Regions from separate parts of the Zea mays genome. Here region 1 is linked to region 2. The links are chromatin contacts, called in public Hi-C maps. All regions are on one chromosome and are shown on one strand. The core of a region is the stretch at or near the end of the contact, and the rest is flanking DNA. Distances in the headings are between cores, read along the strand shown. Region 1 overlaps LOC100273521 (splicing factor, arginine/serine-rich 7). Region 2 has its middle 14 kb from the start of LOC103655549.

The links. Hi-C and Micro-C count contacts between places; a contact is called where the count stands out from the background.
Region 1: a contact with region 2 is called in a Hi-C map of ear, with 2.4 times the contacts expected there. The contact joins two enhancer-like sites. A contact is called at or near these places in 3 of 25 Hi-C or Micro-C datasets (ear, leaf and tassel).

The regions. Positions count from the first base shown.
Region 1 is chr4:140,751,980-140,759,480 of Zm-B73-REFERENCE-NAM-5.0, forward strand. It overlaps LOC100273521 (splicing factor, arginine/serine-rich 7), which reads right to left. Exons shown (of 5, transcript NM_001367444.1): 4 at 7,413-7,501; 5 at 5,997-6,723. The coding sequence ends at 6,318. Among protein-coding and RNA genes, the nearest start is that of LOC100273521, 10 kb to the right of the region's middle. Within about 2 kb of position 5,737, at least 16 of the 20 cell types and tissues checked have an H3K27ac peak or open chromatin away from gene starts, as enhancers often do. A contact at or near this core is called in ear, leaf and tassel, where this site is marked.
Region 2 is chr4:140,424,869-140,432,431 of Zm-B73-REFERENCE-NAM-5.0, forward strand. No RefSeq gene overlaps it. Among protein-coding and RNA genes, the nearest start is that of LOC103655549, 14 kb to the left of the region's middle. Within about 2 kb of position 5,398, at least 16 of the 20 cell types and tissues checked have an H3K27ac peak or open chromatin away from gene starts, as enhancers often do. A contact at or near this core is called in ear, leaf and tassel, where this site is marked.

The sequences.
Region 1 (7,501 bases), core at 4,487-6,986, 330 kb after region 2:
TAATCTAACTAGAACGGCGAGATTGAAACTTAAATACTTAATATAAATGTGGAACGTGAAGAGCGAGGTAGAGATGCAAACTCTCGTGGATGACACCGGTATTTTTACTGAGGTATCCGGAACCACGCAAGGTTCCGACTAATCATCGTTGGTGCCCCTATGCAAAGGGAAGCCCACGCGAGGGCCAAGCACCTCGGTCGAGTAACTCCGTAGAGAGCCGCGAGCCTTCTCCACGCGCAAGTGGCGCTCCGCTTCCGGCTCCTCTCAGACGCTCCCCACCGTCTCCACTATCGAGCTTCCGGCCAAAACGCTGCGGGTCTCGTTCCCTCTGGTACACGGTGGCGGCCATGACACAAATACGGTTGTCACGGTCTCGTAAGACTCTCGCCTCACTCGGTACAATTACAATGGCTCACGCGAGAGCCGAGGGGTTGTGTGGTTTTTCTAAACTCACTCAACTAACTAGGATTCACCTAGAGCAAGCGCTAATGCAGTCTAACTAACCTAAGCACTTCGCAAAGCACCTACGCTACTCACCGAGTGATTCTATTAAGCACTTAGGTGTTTGAGCACTTGTAAATGTCTACAATATACCTTGGTATGTTGCTTGGGCTCCCACATCTTCAAATGGCCAGTTGGGGGTATTTATAGCCTTCCCCCTCAATTATAGTCATTGGACAGAAAGCTGTTGTTTCTGTCGTCAGGCGCACCAGACAGTCCGGTGCACGGTCGGACAAGCATTGTTCACTGTCCGGTGCCCTGGTCACATCAACCGACCGTTGGGGTTTGTAGCAGTCGACCATTGGATCTGACCGTTACCCAGACTGTCTGGTGCACACCAGACAGTCCGATGCTACACCTCGAGAGCACCTGGTCGTGGGCCTCTGCGTAGACTGTCTGGTGCACACCGGACAGGTACTGTTCACTGTCCAGTGTGCCACCAGTGCGTTGGTTGACTGCCCATTTCAAGGATTTCTTCGTTGTTTCCTTGGGCTTCTTTTGTTCTTGAGTCTTGGACTTCTATGCATCTTTTATGTCTTCTTTTGAGGTGTTGCATCCTTAGTGCCTTAGTCCAATCCTCTCCGCATCATGTGAACTATAAAAACAAACACTAGCACACACATTAGTCCACAAGGTTATGTTGATCATCAAACACCAAAATCACTTAGTCAAATGGCCATGGGTCCATTTTACTTATAGTGACAATTTCACATCCTCTCCAAATGTGATGCAAATTGACATATCAGGTCAATTCAAAAGTATATTTGATGCACACATTTAGGGGTTGTCATACAAACACAAATGTTTAAAAAGATTGCAACAATACTTCTCATTATTCTTATTATTTTATTTGTTTTGGCATCAATCACCAAAAAGGGGGAGATTGTAAGTGCAATCAACCTCTTGAGGGTTTTGGTGATTCATGGACAAAACAAATAATCTAATCAGTTTGCTCCTAGTGTATGTCAGTTTAAAATATAAAACGATGCACAGGATAGTAAAAATTGAACGAACAGGGACCAAGTGATGAAAAGTGAATTAATTCCATGTGATTCTCGGCGAAGATCCACCATAATTTCTAGTCTATTCTCAGTGGAAGGAATCTCCACTTGTTTAGATTTTTCGCAATGTAAGAGTGGTATACACCAACTCATTCTATCCTCTTCAAAATTCTTGTTTTGAAAAGCCGCGATTCTACCCATTGGTTTCCCCCTTAATTTATTTAAATTTTGAGTTTCCCTGGGAAGGTCGGGCCTATGGCCGGTTCAACCGGGATTCCTCGGGATCCTCTCTGTTAAATCCAGGTTGAACCAAGATTTGATTTCAGGTTCAATTGGGAATTTGCAGAGAGCTCTCTAGTAAATTGCGATTCAACCGGGATTCTTATCGGTTGAACCAAGATTTGCGCAGCCGCCCTGTTTCGCGAGATCTGTTTTGGGGATGGCTATATAAGCCTTTCCCTCTCTAAACCGTAAGGCTCATGAACCAAAACACTTTGACACCTACTACTCTTCGATTCAAAGTGATTCAACTTTGGTCTCGCGCCCTAAGTCCCCCCTTCGATTGGTGGGAAGATCCTTTAGTGTGAGATAAGTTCTAAGACTCAAACGTGATTTTGGTTCCCATTCTTCGATATCTCTCTTGAGTTGGTGCAAATCGTTCTTCTTGCGAATTCATTATCTTGGAACATGTTGTTCCTTGTGTACTTGATCTTGCCTTGGGAGTCTCCAAAGTGGTGGACGGCCCCAAGAACAATTTGTATCATCCGCTCTTTGTGGGCACTTGAGTAAGGGATCGCCTTGACCTGTGTGGTCGGCAACGAAGAACGGTTTGAGAAATACTCGACCCTTTGTGGGCACCTCAAAGAGAAGTAGGGCACCTTTGTGGTGTGACCAAACCTCGGTAAAAATTATGTATCTCGTGTGCTTTTGTGGGTGTGCTTTTTGTCTCTCATCTTCTCAGATATTAGATTTACTTAGTTGGTTTTAATTCAACGCTTCCACTGTGTTTATTGTTAGTATATCTAAATAGTTTTAATTAAGTTCATAGTTGAACAGGGGAAGCCCAGTTTAACCGGCCTCATTCCCAGTTGAACCGGCCTCACCTGTTTAACTATGTGTTCTCACAAAATCTCAAATTTTTTATTGAAATTCACCCCCCCTTAGGCTACTTTCACCGAGCCGAGCTCGGCTCGACTAGTTCCGGTCCTAATGCCATCAACGTGTACATTCTGTGATATAATAAACTAGTTACGTCTTTAATCTCTACATGAATAGAAATAATCAAGAAATAGAAAAAGGAAGCAGGGAGCATCTAATCTAACATTTTAATAATTACCTTTCATCATTGATGCTTTTTCGGTGATGGTGTCATCGCTTATAATAGGCCTCCTGCAGTGTTGGTGCCACCGTGATAATCTAAGGAGGGCTTTGCTTTGAAGAACCAATTTATTCTAGATGAGGTGGAGCATCATGAGTCCATTCCACAAATTTGGTGGAATGAAGTTGTCGGGGATACGATCCCTGGTCTTTGGGGCCCGCCGGTCAGAGAGTGCGCTAAGGAAAAACCACTGGTCGCTAGGGCCCATTGGTCAGCTAGGAGAGGTGAATACGTCAACCCTAAAAGAACTCGCCCCAGTAGAACCCTGTGCCACCGAGTCTAGGGTCGGCCATGGCAGATCCTAATAGGGGGTTGGGTGTGTCGAAAGGAAACCACTCGAGTGGATCCCGTGCCTGGCCCCAGACTGATCTGTCGTAAATAGTCGGTCACATTAACCATGCCTGGCACCAAGCCACAGCGCGGGCGCCGGCTCGCTTCCTAGTCATGACCTATGAACCCCTCGGACCGCCTAGCACTCATGACCTACGAGCCCCCCAGATTGTGGTGCATTTATGATCTGTGTCCCTCAGCATGTGGCGCACTCATGACCTATCGGACTAAGCCTAAGTGTGCATACCACTGGTAGGGCGCAACGCGGCGAGCCGCGCTAAGCCCCGGGCTACAAAGGCCAGGAGTCGACATAGCCTAAACGATGGCCTGGGACCCATGCAGCCCTGTGTTGTCCACCACAATAAATACGAGACATCGAAGCGACCCTAGGGCCCACAAGAACGTGTGGCTTTACTCCAGGTAAGAATGTTTGGTTTTACCTTTGCCTTATGGCTCCTTCCTAAGAAAACCATTGTTGACCGACCTCTCTCTCGACCTATAAAAGGGAGGGATTGGTCCCCTAGCAAAGGGAGAGTTCACTTGGATTCGCACCCTAACTAGGACTCCACTCTATAGCTTCTAAGCTCCACTTCCACCCTAATGAAGAGACTTGGGAGCCTCTCCTCCCTCTCTCGCCCGCTTGTAACCCCTACTATGAGTTTTATCATCAATGGTGTCGGTAGAGCAATTCGTCGATGACTGGAAGTAGGGACGTTCTGCATGACCGGTATAAATCTTGCGCCCACCGTGCACACCCTACGGAGCCCGAAATGCGCACAGTAAATTTACTTGTCGGAGCGAGGTTCAAAACACCGATAGTTGGTGTGCCACGTAGGGGGCTTGCGCGTTCCGCAGCGAAGTTCTCCAAGCTCCGGATGACTAGAGACGACAGCAGTGCAGTCTGGACTCCTAGGACGACCATCCGTTTCAAGAGTCTGGACTTCGTCGTCAATAAAGAATAAGAAGAGATGACGAGGGCCTCAGAAGTTGTGTCTCCCTTGACGAGTGACCTGTCCGATGTAGCCAGAAGTCTCGGCGACCTCCCACTCGACCCCCTCAGGAGAAATGGGTCACAAAGCTCACTATGACCCACTCATTCCGAGATCGTGGGGGTACTAGACCCCGTCCGGGACTCGTTCCTAGACATACTCCTGTCGAGATCGGGGGATGTAATCACGTCCCCACCTAGCGAGGCAATCTGCAACCCTGACCAGGAATGCCTCGCAGCCAATACCACGGGAGATCATTTTTCCCATGCGGGAAGCTCAGATGGAGCCTCACCCAGCATCATGGTGCGCGCCACGACAGCTGAACCCGCTTCCCAAGGAACCGCCATCAGGCCCGAGCCTTTCGCGGAGCAGCCAATGCCCCGCAGCAAGAGGATAAGAAAGCCCACGGTGGAGAACGACACGACTACACCAAGTGGCGGGGTGACGGCACACCATGATGATAAACGTCTGTCGTCGTCTAGTCTATGGCAGGGGCACGGCGTTGTGTTTCCCTCGGGTGAGCCAAAACGTCGCGGCTATTGCGGTGCTTCTGGACAAGCGCCCCAAGGCATATACTCCAAACGAATGGAAAACCCACCAAGAGATTCAGGATCTTCTCGGCCTCGCTATGCAACTACAAGCCGAGAGCTCCATGTCTCAGCGTCGTGAACCAGAGACCAACCAGTACACCGCGTCTACGCCAACGGTGAACGATGCCATGTCATGGTGACCCCTCGATCTCGAAGAAAGAGCGGCACGTGTCCGACCTCGCCAGCCCCAAAACCCGGGTCAAAGCGCGCAGAGCGCGCATGGTCATAGGACTAGGGGGATGTGACAGATCGGGTGACTCTCGTCGGTACAAACAATGCCGCAGAGGCCGCTTTGACCCCGATGGGAACCGAAGCCTAAGCCTGCCACCACCGGGGCCTCGGGCCTTCAACCGCTGCATCCTTCGAGCACCAGTGACGCAACGGTATAGGGCGCCCACCAATATTGCAAAGTATTCGGAAGAATCAACTCCCAACCTTTGGTTGGGAGATTATCGACGGGCATGCCACACGGGAGGAGCGGATCTCGATGACTATAATCTGCAATCTGAGACATGGTTAGAAAACTTGAGACATGGTTGCATTTGGAATTGGGCCAACCTCGAGGAAATCTTCGTGGAAACCTTTCAGGGCATGTACGTTCACTCTAGCAACCTGTGGGACCTCAAGAACTACCGGCACAAATCCGATGAGACCTTAAGGGGCTACATTTGGTGTTTCTCGCGGCAATACAACGAGCTAACGAACCTTGCCGACATCGATGTTTTAGCGCGTTCATTTTGAAAACCACGAGCGAAACTCTAGTGCACAAGGTAGGCACAAGAGTCGGCGAACCACTAAGGAGCTCCTAGACACACGACGACCCACGCATCGAGAGAAGATGCGGTGGAAGCTATTTTCAATCATCGCAAGCAGAAGGGCAAGTGTGACAGAGGCCGACAGGGGCCTCAAAAGGCGGTCTGATGAAAGAAAGGTAGAGGCACGGCGAAGTGCTAGTGGCCACAGCGGGTCAGAAAGGAAAGAAACTGCGCTGACCGAAGAGGCCACCAACTAGAGGCCACCAACCATTTCTAGAAGACGCTCGCGAGGCCCTGTGTCCGAACCAGTTGCGGCAATTTAATGGAGGTGATGCTCTTAGGCAACCAAAGCAACAGCCTTTCGCTGCTTGATATTGCTACCACGTGTGACAACACCCCCCACCCCCAAAAAAAACGAAATCACTGACCAAAAGCAAGTAGGAAAATGTTTCTTCGAAAGCGTCCTGAAAAGGTAGACAAATATCTCAACATAGCCCACGATTAACACTTCGTCCGAATTCAAAAGCAATCTAGTGATATAAATCTAACAAGAACCAGGTCATGTCTTGACAGCTATAAGTGCCCAAAGTCAATACTCGAAACGGAAACGTTATGCTCCTCCCTCTACAATGGTATCAGCAGCGGTGTGTCCAAGGGAAACCCAAAACACGAGCAAAATCTCAGACTGGATCCTATAAGTTGTACCGACGCGCATGGGCAAAACATGCTGGGCCCCTTAGCATTTTCCAGCATCTTTGAGCAGCTAAATATTCTCAGGCGTCATTGGCATATGGGGACTCGTGCTGGGGCTGCTGTTCTGGGGATCTGCTATAGCTTCTTCTGGCATCAGGAGGTGGTGGCGGCGACCTGCTCACATCTCGAGCTCCCGGTGGTGACCTGCTGTTATTTCTGGGAGGTGGTGGCGGCGGCGATCTGCTCATTTCTCGGGCTTCCCGTGGTGAACTGCGGTTATTTTTGGCAGGTGGTGGTGGCGATCTGCTCATTTCTCGGGCTTCCCGTGGTGAACTGCTGTTATTTTTGGGAGGTGGTGGTGACGATCTGCTCATTTCTCGGGCTCCCCGTGGTGACATGCTGTTATTTCTAGGAGGCGGTGGTGGCAGTGGCGGCGACCTGCTGTAACTTCGCCTCCTAGGAGAACGATCTCGTGGGCTGTAGCTCCTGAAAACCCCAACATTTGTTTTCAGGATGAACGCAACATAATCCATTGAAAAGACTGCTAGTGAGGCAAAGACATTGATCTATATTTTATCTAGTCACTCAAAATGTTCCCCTCAAATATTAGGTTTGGATTCACAATGCTAATTAAGCTATAACAGGTGGGAGAGGACGATAAGAATGCAGCAGATCATATATTACCAATGCAAGATAAAGAACTACATACAGAAGTTAAAATGCATAGTTGAACTTTTGATTAAATAGTATCCCTCAAATCAGGAACACATCTAGTTATTTTGATATTAACTACAATAACATCTCTAGGTGTGACTTCTCGTCTTCATTCTTTTCAACATGCCATCTTAATTTTTGCTGCATGTATTTAAAGGGGTAAAACAGTGCATTTGAGACCATTACAGAGCAAAACTGCAAAAAGGGATAATGTGGCAATGGCTAGGCTCAAACACAAAGCTAGAGATGTCCAGAAAACCTTTGTTATTATCTGTATACAGTGCATTTGAGATCATTACTAATTTACTGGATACTTCATTGGTCATAAAAAATGTGTTATCTTTGAAATTTTGCTTCGTTCTCAAAAGTTTTGGGATTTCTAGGTGATGTTTCCCAACCCTTAATTAAAACTAATGGAATGCACATGATGGATTGGTCGATTGGTGTCATTAGCAAATTACCTTCTGCCATAGCTTGGGCTCCTTCGATGTCTTGGGCTCCGGCTGCGACTTCGGCTCCGGCTGCGATATCTAGGACTTCGGCTGCGACG
Region 2 (7,563 bases), core at 4,148-6,647:
GATGCTTCGGCAATGAGGAAAAATTTCGAAGAAAGAGAAAATTCTTCATGCTTCGTTGTGTACGAAAAGAAGGGAAGGTGTTTTTCGCCTTCGGCTCAAAAAGAGAAGTTTCGTCCACAACAAAGCAGATTGTACACGGATAAAGGAGACAAAATATATTATAAGGTATGTACAAATTTACATAAGTTTTTTCCATAATTATATTACAAAGATCCCTTCATAATTTTTTGTAGTAAAGTCTATTATAGCAACTATCAAGCTTCAGGTCGTCATACTTCAGCTTCGTCATACTTCAGTTTCGTCATCCTGCACATATTAAATAGCAGAATAAGAAAGGTGCAAATTTCAAGGAGAAGGTAAAAGTAACAAATATAAGTTTCTTATCGGCTTAAGGTGACTTCGAGCTTCGTCACCGGCCATTCTTCGCCCGCCATTTACCCAAATCTGGGTCATAAATCTATTTCCGATGCTTCGGGCTAGGCTCGGGATATCAATCAAGTCTGCTGCTGACAAGCTGAAGTTTGGTCTATTCACAATTTTTCCGTGCGTACAGCCAGCCTTCAGAAAAGCGGCAGTTGTGCCTCGAGAAGCTACCAGGGCGCAGAAATCGGCATGCCCACCAATAACTTCGTCAAGAGCATCAACCTCGCCTTCAATATGTTCCAAGGTGCTGGGCAGGTTTTCGGCTGAAGGTGAAAATTTTTTAGAACTGGCTCCAATAGAGTGAAATACGTCCTTCAGTCGCTGCACGCATCGGCTGCCGAAATTTAGGCATTTTTCTTGAAGATCCTTCAATGATTTTTGTAAATTTGAATTTTTCTCGACCTCAGTCTTGAGACTTGCTTCAAGCTTCTCCTTTTCTTGCTCATATTTTTCTGACTTTTTGAGTAATTCATTCTTTAAACTGTCATTTTTGGCTTGGACTTCAGCCAAGGAGCCTTCCATAGACTGAATAATAAAGTCTTTCTTTTCTAAGACACCTTCGTGTTCTTTAGCCATGATTTCAAGATCTTGAATGGCGAAGTCCTTCTTCTTCAGAACAACTTCGTAATTTTCAACTTTTTCTTCTAAATCTTTGATGATAGCTTTGTTCTTCTCCTCTTCAAGATCTTGTTGCATTTTTAGCACTTTACTTAATAATATATTCTGCCAAAACAACCTTCGTCAGAAAAAGACATAAATAATAATAATAATAATAATATTTTTACCTTAAAATTCGCATAGAGCAACCTGCCGGCGACATGATGTCGCTGGTACCTGCAGAGGTCTGCTTCTATCTTCGGCAGGCCAACGCTTTTGGAGAGGGTTCTAACAATTTTGGCCTCGGTGCAATTCCGAAGGCATCTTAATTTCCCTTCGTTGACCCCACCAAATAGCATAGCCCCTGATTTATATCCGCAAGATATGGCATATTTTTTCAACTCTTCTTTTTCGGCGTCTGTTAACTCTTGTCCAAGCAAATCTTGAAAGTTAAAATCTCCTTCCTCCGAAATTTCATCAATCTGCTCTTTCCCCTTTTCAGTTGTCGTATTCACCGCAGCTACAACAGCTTCTTCTTCAGCCATTTTCAGAAGTATATTGTCAATAACCTCAAGTGTGGTTTCCAGGTTCGAATCTTCGGTGGTCCCGGCTTCGGCCCCGGTAGCTTCGGCTTCGCCGGTTTCAGCTTCAGTGGTTTCCACTCTGGTAGCTTCGGCTGCGGCGCCTTCGGCTTCAGCAGTCTCGGCAAAGACAATTTTTGACACCGTCGCCGGTGGCGGTGTCTGATGAATCACATCTGCGACTTGGATAATTCTTCGTTTTTTCGACTTTGCAGGACTTTCTGCTGCCGAAGCTTCTTTGTCCTTCTGAAAAAACTTCGTCAGTTCCGGCGCCAGCGGACTTAGCTTGACAGGCAAGGGTTCAGTCATTACCTTCAGAATCTCTTCTACTTCGGCAGCAGAAGGTGTCGCAGGAGTTTCCTCCTCTTGGACCAATGTTTTTGGTTCTGGAGATGCAGTTTTTCTTTTTCTTGAAGCAGCTATCTTCGGCTCAGGGCTCCGCTTTTCAGAAATTTCCTTTTTCTTTTTGGCCAATTCGGTGCTTTCTTCGTCAACGGCGCTGGCAATTCTTTTTCTCTTCGGGCCTCCGGCATCTCCGTCCAATCGCCCATAATCAGGATATTCAAAACCTATAGCATCAAGCACTCTGTTTAGCCTTCGCTTCGGCCGGGTGCCGAAGGCTGCTGTCATCAACTGATCCTCTTTTTTAGAGTAATTTCCAAGAATTTCAGTACTCATTATTTCGATTGTTTCGAGCCATTCTTCGCAGGATGCCTTAAAATATTTCTTGAACTTATAGTGGTAGGGTAGTCGGACAAGCTCCCCCTCTTTCTTCTCTCTTTCAAGCTTCGGCATAGCCCATTCTTTCATAGTTGGAAATATTTTGAAAGCCAGAAATTCTTGCACCAAATCTCTAGTGCCAATGTGCTCCGCAATAATCCTGAATTCAGCTAACGCGGTTTGGGTTGGACCTTCTGGTGTCATACTGCATCGGGGCCTGGTCTCTCCGAAGATCAGTTCAAGCGGACTCTGTACTAGCTTCTCCTTGTCATCGTCAACATTGACGTAGAACCATTCCGATTTCCAGCCTGCCGGCCACTTGCTTCGGTAGCTGATACAGGAAATTTTGTAGTCTTCCGATAGGCAAAATTGTAACAACCAAAATTTTCATGTAACCCATCCTTTCTGGCCTTAGTTTGGTAATGTAGCTCGTGTACCCAGCAGAAACCTTCGGCAAATGGCTCCACCCCCTGGCTTCGGAGAGCCCAAATATAAACACTAAGCCTAACAATAGCATTAGGAGTTAGTTGATGAAGATAGATTCCAAACTTCTTTAGCACATCGGCAATCATCCTATTCAAAGGAAATCTCAAACCAGCTTTGAGGAAACTCTTGAAAATCACTATCTCATCTTTCTGTGGCTTCGGGGTAGTTTCTTCCCCACCGAAGCGAATCAGCTTTTTCTCATCTTCGCTAAAGTAGCCCGACTTTACCATCTTCGGAAAATCAGCCTTGGAGATGGTTGACTTTCCGAAGTCCAGGTGGCTAGGCTTGCTCGGTACTGCGATACTATGATCACCTTCAGAATCAGTCTCTTCAATATCTGCTTGTTCTGCTTCAGCAGCAGGGTTGTCTTCCGATGTCACCAATCCAGATCGCTTCATTGCTTCCGAGATAGGAACAGTTTCCACAGCTTCGGCTTCGTCTCCTTCGCGCTCAACTCTAGCAGTAGAACGCACTCTGGCCATTTGATTTTGAATTTCTTGAAAATTTCTTGAAAATTAATAACCTTTCTTCCGAAGCTCTTCTGACGAAGCAGGCACCAAACTGGAGCTTCGTTTGAATGCGAAAGTCAAGCTTCGGCTATGATTAAAAATTTTGGCAGCAAAACAGTGCAATAGCAATGAATGATGTAGTAACTTCACACCTACCTGTCTGTTTATATAGTGCTGCAGGTAAGAAGGTGAATCCTCAGGATTTTTACACCAGGCAAACAGTTGCTCGCACCCACTGCATGGTGGGCCGCAAAAACCAAAATAGTGAACCTGCATGGTGGGACCGCTACGCGCTCGAAAACTGTATCGTTTCTCGACAACGAGCTCAGGGAAGGTGTTTTTCGGACCTTCGGCTTCCTGAAGCCTAAGAGACTTTTTTCACGGATCAAGCTCGTTACGAAAAACGATCTAGCACCGCGAAGGGGCTACTGTTGGGACCATGCTTCGTCGCCGAAGGTCCTGCAAAAAGAAACAGCTTCGGCTTCGGCTACTCGTACGTGACGCCGAAGGCACCATTCATGAAGCTTCGGTATTACAACATATCCGAAGATGAAGGGTCGAACCGACTTAAAGATAGAATGACCTTTTAGTCCATAAGGGTCTGAGTCATTGTTGTAAACTTTTATGAAGAGCATGATTATAATTCCTCACAGGCTGTGTCCTGTGCCTATAAATAGTGAACAGTATTCCTTTACTGTTCACGCATTCCTGTAATTGCAAACGCATCATTCGGAAATTATTGTTTGTCAAGGCAAAGGTATAAATGTACTTAACCGTTATATTCAAACATCTTAGATTCATATAATAATATATGTGAACAATATTTTAATGTTTTACATTGTACATTATTTTGTATTATCTTTGTAATTTTAATTACGAAGGTGAAACCTCCGTAGTATTCCGCTCATGGTCTTCGTCCGAAGTTCATTAAATCCTTGGGGAAATAATGCTTCAGCGGACGAAGGGCATTAATATTTAACATTTTATGTTGCCTTGTTCTTAATTCATAGCATTTGAGAGCAAGTCCCCAACAGCGGGTCTCCTCCTGAGCGGGGAGCGCAGGGCAAGGCCTGGACACGTGCCAGCACCGGACCCTTACTCATGCCGGGGTTCTCCCCGTCCCGGGGCCTTGCCGTGGTCCGGACCTTACTCGGAGAGACCTGGGGCCCATTCGAGGGATCTGACATGCCTTCTTGGGAATTCCGGACTGTACGCACAGGGGTCCGGTGTCCCTCTGTGGAGGTTCGGACCCAATGATGCACCCTGGGGTGTATTATCTTTCCTCGCCACGTGGTGCCCTTAGACTTGCCCATATGGTGGGGTCGGGTGCCGTTCTCCGTGTGGCCAGGAGACGTCGTACGTGTACAGCGTCTTCATACTGTAGAAGAGGATACCCCTGATTCAGGGTACCGACATCTCCCCTAACTTGAAATTAAAGGGAAAAAGAAAAAAACAAGCCTCCAACATCTCTCCTAAACCTTTTCCATTATTTCACAACCCCAATTTTTTTCTAATTTATAGCTACAAAGAGGGAATGTTTTGGTTCCCCCAAAAAATTTCTAGCCCGCATCCAACGTCTCCCATTGGCTCATCCAACCTTTTGTCCCACCTCCTTTTGCACCACCCACGCCGCACAACATGCATGCAATATGTTTTAGGTGTACTGTTGGAGGAAACAAAAAAAACACTTTCAATAAGCTTTAGGTTGCTCTCAAAACTACATTTTAGAGGTGATTTTATGGTAGTCTTTTGGAGATGCTCTTAGTGAGCTAGTTCTTACCACCACCGTATATCTATACCATTATATAATCTATCAATTTAAACTTTACAAAATATATCCAAATAAATCACTCCGCACCTATAACTTTCACTAGATCTACCAAACAAATTACACTCAGACTTAACACACTATTAAAAATAACGGTTCAGATCGCTAGATATCTCTATCCCTTAGTTACTCAAATATAATAAATTATATTATTTAGATCATTTTTTCATCTCACCCTCCCTACGACACCGTTGTCCTCTCCACGTCACTTGGCTGCCTCCGCTGTGAACTCCTCCACCCGCGCCATCACGCGAGGGCTTCCTTCCCGAAGAGCCCACTTTATACTGGGCCGGTCTCGGAGGCAATTGGTCTGCAAGAGGTCCTCCACGCAAATAATAATAGTAATGTTTTTTGATTCAAAAAGACAGTAGAGCCGTGACTGCACTGAACAACCATAAGAAGCAGTCGCCATTAGCCGACGTGGACGTGGACGTGGACGTAGGAACCGCGTGTGGCATGGCATCTCCCTTTGTGATCACTCAGCTTGCTTACGTCACGTCTCCTCTTCCAGCAAGCACTCGACGGTCGTCATCGGCTTTAGCGGGACGCCTAGCTGTCCGTTTTTTATTGGCATGACAACCGGAATTTTCAGTAGCTTAGTTTTCTATACTTGCCAAGATTGTATTTTTAGACTCATGTGCTACTAGAGGGAGCGCACAACAGCTGAACAGCATGCTTGTACTTGGCCAGAAGCACGCGCACTCGCGGCTCATCTGACAATTCTTAAAGCAGCTTTTTGTTCGCTTCCGCTTCCGATTAATGCCACGGTTCGACCTACCTGCAACTGTATGTTTAGTGTTTCGTTTGAACTGACTAGTAACGCGCATAGGAAGAAAATTTGTAATATAAATTATAACAATATTATGTCGTGTGGAAGATGTACATATACATCTTATACAATTGTAAAGTGTGTTATAAATCCAAAAGGTACAATTTAAAAATTGGGAAGGTCGTACATGCTAATTAAACGTACCTGTTGTGCCCGGAGTTGAAAATCCTAGGAATCAGCTATGTTGTTGCCAAGCATGAATGACCAACCTACAGAATCGATTAGAAATTAGGTTAATAAACTATTATCAAACTATACGAAAACAAATCTGTAAATGGAAAAATGTAGCATAGCTTGGCATCGCAATGTCGTTTGAGAGGTGTGTGTAGGGACAGGGGCGAGGCTTTTGATGTCGGCGCTCGCGATGTTGCAACTGCTTACAGCGTAGCATTCTATGCATCATACTAATCAAGCTCAGTTTCATGAATAGAATGCTTCTTTGTTCGCTCAACAAAATGTAAGGTCAAGCTCTGGACATGGATCCACCAGCTTCCAGCTCTCCGTTGCCATGGACTCCTAGATCCATTGCAGTATGGAAGTCGCCTTTGTTGACCGTCCGAACAGGCCCTTCCGCTGTTTCATGGAATCCAACATCCTGATCACTGTGCATACAACCAAGAGAAGTGGAGTACTTCAGTTAGCAACTGGAAGTAGCACAAACATTCAGTCGCCAACTTAAAACAGGGGCACACAATGCAAATATCACAGGCAACATGGATTAGACCAATTAGTAAAATGGGAGGAAATAGCATTCAAAGCACATGAAGCATTAGTTAACAGCCTGGCGGGACAGTTAAGATGTAAAAAATGTCGAAGTAAGTTGGCTTTAAGTTGTTGACATTGTAAGCGATATAGGTTGACTGTTCGAGAGTATTGAGAATTATAGGCAACAATAAGCAAGCTAACAATAGAATTATTGATGCATGCAAGCAAACCTTTGTTCAAATATCAAAATATTTGTTCACAGAACCATAACAATAAAATTGCAACATTTACAACAATTGTATTTGCTCTAAAATCACCAATTATTGGTATGAACAGATGAGTTCTTTTGAATCCGTTTGACAGCATAATATCCTTCCTAGATCCGTCATCAAGAATCTACCGGTATAAAGATTGGTAATGTCAGATGTGATACTAAAACGAAAAGGCATTCATATGGAGCATACAGGTACAATCACTCAAATAACTTACTGAAAGATTGTTCACCGGGTAACTTACTGAAAACGATTAATGTCATATAATACATCCCTCAACAAAAACAAAGAGGGGAAATTATTATCTACTTTGGTTGAAGAGCTGAGTATGAACACCCACTATTGTAGTCAAAATTGTTGATGTTGCTTCCACCATTCATGCAAATGTTCTGAATATGCATCACGTCTATTTTCGTTTACAAATTGTTCAACTGATAAAGACGCTGAGTTTAACAATTATGCCCCTTGTTTATGTATGGTGATCTCAAGTTACTTCACCATATCATTCATTGTTGGGCGCCTGGGGAGTCAACAGCAGACTCTTCCACACATTCATAGCCAACCGTATAAATCTTCGTACGACAATTAATTTAGCTAAATCCCATTTTTTGGA